Linked DNA regions of Sus scrofa: region 1 is linked to region 2. A link is a contact called in public HiChIP or PLAC-seq data. All regions are on one chromosome and are shown on one strand. The core of a region is the stretch at or near the end of the contact, and the rest is flanking DNA. Distances in the headings are between cores, read along the strand shown.

Region 1 (3,112 bases), core at 394-2,893, 87 kb before region 2:
GCCATGAAAAATACTACAAAGCTGGGCTCCCAACCCCTAACCCCCAAGCCAGCTGTTGACTTTGACGAGCACACCACTGACTCTAGGCGTCACGGAGGAATGACTCACTCCCCACCTTCAGGGTACCTGTATTGCATGGGGGACAAGTCCTTCAAGACATAAGTTGGGCAGCGCATTCTATAAAATGCCAAAGGGGCATCCAAGGACATGGGCATTGTGGTCAGAAAGGCTTACATCAGCATCCCAGTTCTGCCATTTACTGGCTAGGTCACCTTAAATAAGTTACCTAATATTTTGAATCTTTTGCCAAATGGGAATAAGAGCATCATGGATGGTCACAAGGATTTAATGGTGAAGATATAAGAGTGTGGAAAGGCATTTCTTTTTTGTTTGTTTTAAAATGTAGATTTTATTTTATTTTAATATAATGATTTTTTTTCACTATAGCTGGTTTATAGTGTTCTTTCAATATTCTGCTGTGCAGCATGGTGACCCAGTTACACATACATGTATACATTCTTTTTTCTCCCATTATCACGCTCCATCATAAGTGATGAGACATAGTTCCCAGGGCTACACAGCAGGATATCATTGCTTTTCCATTCCAAAGACAATAGTCTGCATCTAGTAACCCCAAGTTCCCAATCCTTCCCACTCCCTCCCCCTCCCCCTCTCCCTTGGCAACCACAAGTCTATTCTCCAAGTCCATGAGTTTTTTTCTGTGGAAAGTTACCTTTGTGCCATATATAAAATTCCAGCTATAAATGATATCAAATGGTATTTGTCTTTCTCTTTCTGACTTACTTCACTGAGTATAAGAGTCTCTAGTTCCATCCATGTTGCTGCAAATGGCATTATTTTTTCTGTTTTATGGCTGAGTAGTATTCCATTGTGTATATATACCACATCTTCCTAATCCAATCTTCTGTCGATGGACGTTCAGGTTGTTTCCATGTCTTGGCTATTGTGAATAATGCTGCAGTGAGTATGCAGTGCATGTGTCAGAAAGGCATTTCTGAGTGAGGGACCAGCATGAGGAATGGTGTAGCAGCATGAAAGTGGTAGGACCAGTCAGAGAATGGCCAGCAGTCTAGGATGTCTGGATATTAAGATACACCAGAAACATCAAGCTGGGCAAATTGAAGGTAGTTTGTGATCCTGGAAATGCAGGATTATTAGGGAGGGAAAAGCTGAGACTTTCTGGGGCAAAGCTGGGGAGACAGAGCTGCTGTGAGGGAGGCTCGTGGTCCAAGTCATTAAGTGTGAAAGTTACAGCAAGTTCAGGCATCATTCAGACAATCATCTCCACCAGGAGGTCAAGTCTGGCCAGCAGCATTAAGGACTGTGGACCATCTGGACTAATCCCCAGCCACAACTGGAAATAGAGGGGCCTCACCCAGCCCTACAGAGGGGACCAGCAGGAATAAGGTTCAAGAGTCTAGGCTGGTTCAGTGGCTCAACATTGTCATCAAATGGCTAAACATTCTCTCTCTTTTCATTCTGATACTCTCACTGCCATTCTCAGCGTGTCTGATTTTTTTCTTGGAGTTGATGCCTGGCGAGGTACAATGGCTGACACAGCTCACAGTCCCTCAGTCAAAGCAGATGAGGGTGGCAAAAGCCACCAAGTCAGGAAGCAAAATCCTTCCCCGAGTTGCAGCAGACTTCCTCTTGTCTCTTGGCCAGAGTGGGTCATGCACCAGAGGCAGACAGTAGCCTCCAAAAATGCTCACACTCTTGGCGCCTGGAGCCTCTGAAGTTGCTACCTTACATGGCAACAGGGACCTTACAGATGTTATTAAGGGTAGACCCTAGAGATGGGGAGGCTCTCCTGGATTATCTGAGGTGTTCAGTGTAATCACATAAACCCAGCCAGTTGATGGAGATGGTGACGTGAGGGGGGAATTGTCACTGGTTCTGAAAGTGAAGGGGCTGTGCCTAAGACCTGGAGAGTGGCCACTAGATGCTAATAGAGGCCCCCAGCTGAGAGCCAGGGACCTCAGTCTTACAGCTACAAGGAAATGAATTCTATCCATTTCAGAGACAGCAAAGAAACCAATTCTCCCCTAGAAGCTCCAGAAAGGAACTCAGCCCTGCACACAACTTAGGAGACACCCAAGGAGATCTGTACATGACTTCTGACCTACGCAACCATAAGACACTAAATTTGTGTTGTTTTATGGTAAAGCTCTAGTCATTTGTTACAGCAGCGATAGTAAACCAATATACATGCCCACCCCTTAAGCCAGTAAAGGCAAAGGAAACTGAGATAACTGCTGGCTTAATCCAGTTAGGGATTTTCCCCTGGGACTGGGTGACAGGCCAAGTTCTCCAAGTGTGCTGGAAAGGGTCCATAAACTTTGGAAGGAGTACCACAGCCAGGGTGGGGATGATGTAAGCTCCAGGACAGATACGTTAGTGGTTTTCAGCCGTCTTCTGTTTCAGTTGGTCTGGTGATTAAACGTTTTAAGTTTGTTTTTTTTCTTTTTATGGCCGCACCTGTGGCATATGGAGGTTTCCAGGCTAAGGGTCAAATTGGAGCTGCACTTGATGGCCTATACCACAGCCGCAGCAACGCCCGATCCAAGCCTTGTCTGCAACCTACACCACAGCTCACAGCAATCCTGGATCCTTAACCCATTGAGTGAGGCCAGGAATCGAATCCTCATCCTCATCGAGACAACGTCAGGTCCTTAACCCACTAAGCCACAATGGGAACTCATTTTTAAACAATTTTTTTGGTCATTAGGCATTTTAAATATCACCTGTGTGCAATCGGAGGGACATAAAGGCCTCCAGAGATCACCTCCACTACACCAGGACCCAGGCCTAATTGGGAGGAAGAGACTCAGAGAATAAGCTCACAGCTTCCCAGTCTCTGGCCAGGCTTCTAGAGCACAAACCTGAAAAATGCTACTTACTTCCTCAAACCTGGGATGCCTTCAGTTGGAAGCTACATCACCATTTTACAGATCACTACAAAAGAAAAAGTGCTGGAGTTCCCGTCGTGGCTCAGTGGTTAACGTACGGAACCATGAGGCTGTATGTTCCATCCCTGGCCTTGCTCAGTGGGTTAAGGATCTGGCGTTGCCGTGAGCTGTGGTGTAGGTTG
Region 2 (2,918 bases), core at 284-2,783:
ACTTCTCTTAGTATGAGACTCTCTAGATGCATCCATATTGCTGCAAATCTTTGCCCATTTTCTTCTCTAGATTTTTTTTGTTTTTTGGGTTTTTGTTTTTGCTGCTGCTGTTGTTGTTAGCCTCTGGTTTTTAGGTATAGAGAATTGGGGATGCACTGGCTAAGCTCTGCCAAGGTAGGGCCATGCCCACCTCTCTCTCTGCCGTTCCCCCAGCACCCAGCATGGAGCCCTGCATGTGTTTTGCTGGTGGATGAACAAACATGCATGGAGCGCTCATCAGCAAAGGATTTGAGTCTTTGCTGATGAGATTTAAGGCTCTCGTCTTGTCTATTCGAAATCATAGTATTGGGGTGAAGAATGGAGGTGACTTGAAGAGGCTCTAAGGTGGATAATCCCAAGTCTTGACACAGGTTGTTTCACTACTTCTGGACAGTGCCTGTTTGAATATAAATCTCGTTTTGCCTCATAATGCTGGTGTTGATGGCGAAACTTGGCGTGTTTTAGCTATTTTACAGTTTCAGAAAATGCTGCCTTCTAACTCTTCTTTGATCCTCCCTTACGAAGAAGGCAGGGAAAGGGCAATGCTGGCCTCACCATGGAACGGCAGGGAGGAGAGGCTTTCCCACGTGCCCCCCACTTTCCCTGCTCCTGTGTCTCCTCTGGTCCTCAGTGCTGACCCTCCTCCCAGGTCTCAGCCCCCTCACGGGTCAGTCGCCTAGTCTCACCAGGCCTCTGTGGCTGATGCCCCCCCCCCGCCGGCTTTAATTTAGGTCCCCGTAGTTCCTACCTGCATCACTGGTATCTCCCTCCAGGCCCCATGATGTTCACTGCTGCCAGAGTAAATGTTCCAGAACCCAAATTTCATCATTTCCCTCTTGAGTTTGAGGTCTTCGATGTTTCCACGTTGCCTTCAGGATAAAGTCCACGCCCTTTCACATGCCTGCCTACAGCATTGCATCCTTTGCAGTGCATCCTTTGCTGGTGCTGTCTCCTCTGCCCAGGACCTCTTGCCCACCTGACTAACCCCTACTTGTTCCCAAGTTTCGCTATCATCCTGTTTCCCCTGATGAGCCACCCCACCTCCTCTGCCTCAGCTGGAATCAGGCCCTCCCTCGCCTAGCACGCTGTGTGGCTGCATTTACCTCTTGGTATCACAAGCCTGGCTGCCCGAATGTAGGTCATTGTACATTTGTCAGTCTCCCAGCCGGTCTGGGCTCTCTGAAGCTGGGGCAGTGTCTTTTGTCTCCATGTGTCAACAGTCCAGCCCAGTGCCTCTCACAGAGCGGGGTCTTTGAGGAAGCGAGGAGGGAGAGGAAAAAGGACAGTTTGATCTCAAGGTTCATGTGCTCCACGTCCTCCCTGCCCCTCCACCGCCACTGGCCACCAGCACAGTCTCCATCTCCAGGGTGGTGGGGTCGCGGGATGACTCCCAGCTCTCCTTCACGCTGCAGCCACCCTGAAACTCACCCACCCTGGACTGCCATCCCAGCAAAGCGAGATGACTCATGAGTGTGTGACTCAGCACGAAGGCAGCACAGCTGGAAAGGCGGCCAGGGTGTCTGCTCGGGGGAGGGTGTCCACAGAGCACCAGGGATCCAGGCCTGCATCCTGAGCTCCTGCAGCCCTGGGGCCTGCCAGCTGGAACAGAGGCATGAGGCCTCCTCTGTCCGAGGAGAGAAAGGCTGCAAGAGCAAAGCTTTGCAAGACTTGGGTATCTGGGGTTCCATCTCATTTATTACTAGTAATATTTTAATAAACTACCATATAGTGCATGCTGTACCATGGTTTAGACACTGTGATAAGTATCTTGCATACAGATTATCTCATTTAATCCTCATAGTAGCCCGACAACGAGCAGAGTAATAGCAAATACATACATAGCACTTACTTTGTATCAGTTACTATTCTAAGCCCTTTGCATTTTTTTAAGTCATCTGATTCTCACTATAACCTTACAGGACAGGAACTGCTATTCTCTTCATTTTACAGATGAGGAATCTGAGGCACAGAAAGGTCACCCGTAGAGGTGCTCCAGAGTCACATGGGAAATAAGTGACATCTTCTTTATCTATTCATCTGTCAATGGACACTTAGGTTGCTTTCATGTCTTGGCTGTTGTAAATAGTGCTGCTGTGAATATTGGGGTGTATATATCTTTTCCCATTAGAGTTTTCATCTTTTTTTTTCTGGATAAAGAAGATTGTGTGTGTCAGGGGGGTACTATGTAATGGGACATAGTAATGGAATACTACTCACCCATAAAAAAGAATGAAATAATGTCGTTTGCAGCAACATGGATGGACCTAGAGATTATCATACTGAGTGAAGTAAGACAGAAAAATATATCACTTTTATGTGAAATCTAAAAAATAATAAAATTGAATCTATTTACAAACCAGAAATAGACTCACAGACATAGAAAACAAACTTATGGTTATCAAAGGAGAAAGAGGAGGAAGGATAAATTGGGAGTATGGGATTAGCAGATATAAACTATATAAAATAAACAACAGAAATTTACTGCATAGCACAGGGAACTATATTCAATATCTTACAATAACCTATAATGGAAAATAATCTGAAAAAATATGTATATAAAACTGAATCACTTTGCTGTACACTCAAAACTAGCGCAATATTATAGATCAGCCATACCTCTTTTTTTTTAGGGGGGGGGTCTTTTTGCCCTTTCTTGGGCCATTTCCACGGCATATGGAGATTCCCAGGCTAGGGGTCGAATCAGAGCTGTAGCCACTGGCCTACACCACAGCCACAGCAACGCAGGATCCGAGCCGCGTCTGCAACCTATACCACAGCTCATGGCAACGCTGGATCCTTAACCCTCTGAGCAAGGTCAGGGATCGAACCTGCAACCTCATGGTTCCTAGTTGGATTCGTTAACTACTGAGCCAAGATGG

What was found. HiChIP or PLAC-seq counts read pairs in DNA pulled down with a chosen protein or histone mark.
Region 1: an H3K27ac HiChIP or PLAC-seq map of alveolar macrophages shows a contact between it and region 2. The contact joins two enhancer-like sites. A contact is called at or near these places in 4 of 47 Hi-C or Micro-C datasets (embryonic fibroblasts and liver) and 1 of 2 datasets of contacts at active chromatin or transcription factors (alveolar macrophages).

What each region holds. Positions count from the first base shown.
Region 1 is chr7:46,429,297-46,432,408 of Sscrofa11.1, reverse strand. All of the region lies in intron 2 of LOC110261540 (a long non-coding RNA gene), which reads left to right. Among named protein-coding and RNA genes, the nearest start is that of TRAM2, 24 kb to the right of the region's middle. Within about 2 kb of position 1,643, at least 9 of the 83 cell types and tissues checked have an H3K27ac peak or open chromatin away from gene starts, as enhancers often do. A contact at or near this core is called in alveolar macrophages, where this site is marked.
Region 2 is chr7:46,341,971-46,344,888 of Sscrofa11.1, reverse strand. All of the region lies in intron 2 of TRAM2 (translocating chain-associated membrane protein 2), which reads left to right. Among named protein-coding and RNA genes, the nearest start is that of TRAM2, 64 kb to the left of the region's middle. Within about 2 kb of position 1,533, at least 31 of the 83 cell types and tissues checked have an H3K27ac peak or open chromatin away from gene starts, as enhancers often do. A contact at or near this core is called in alveolar macrophages, where this site is marked.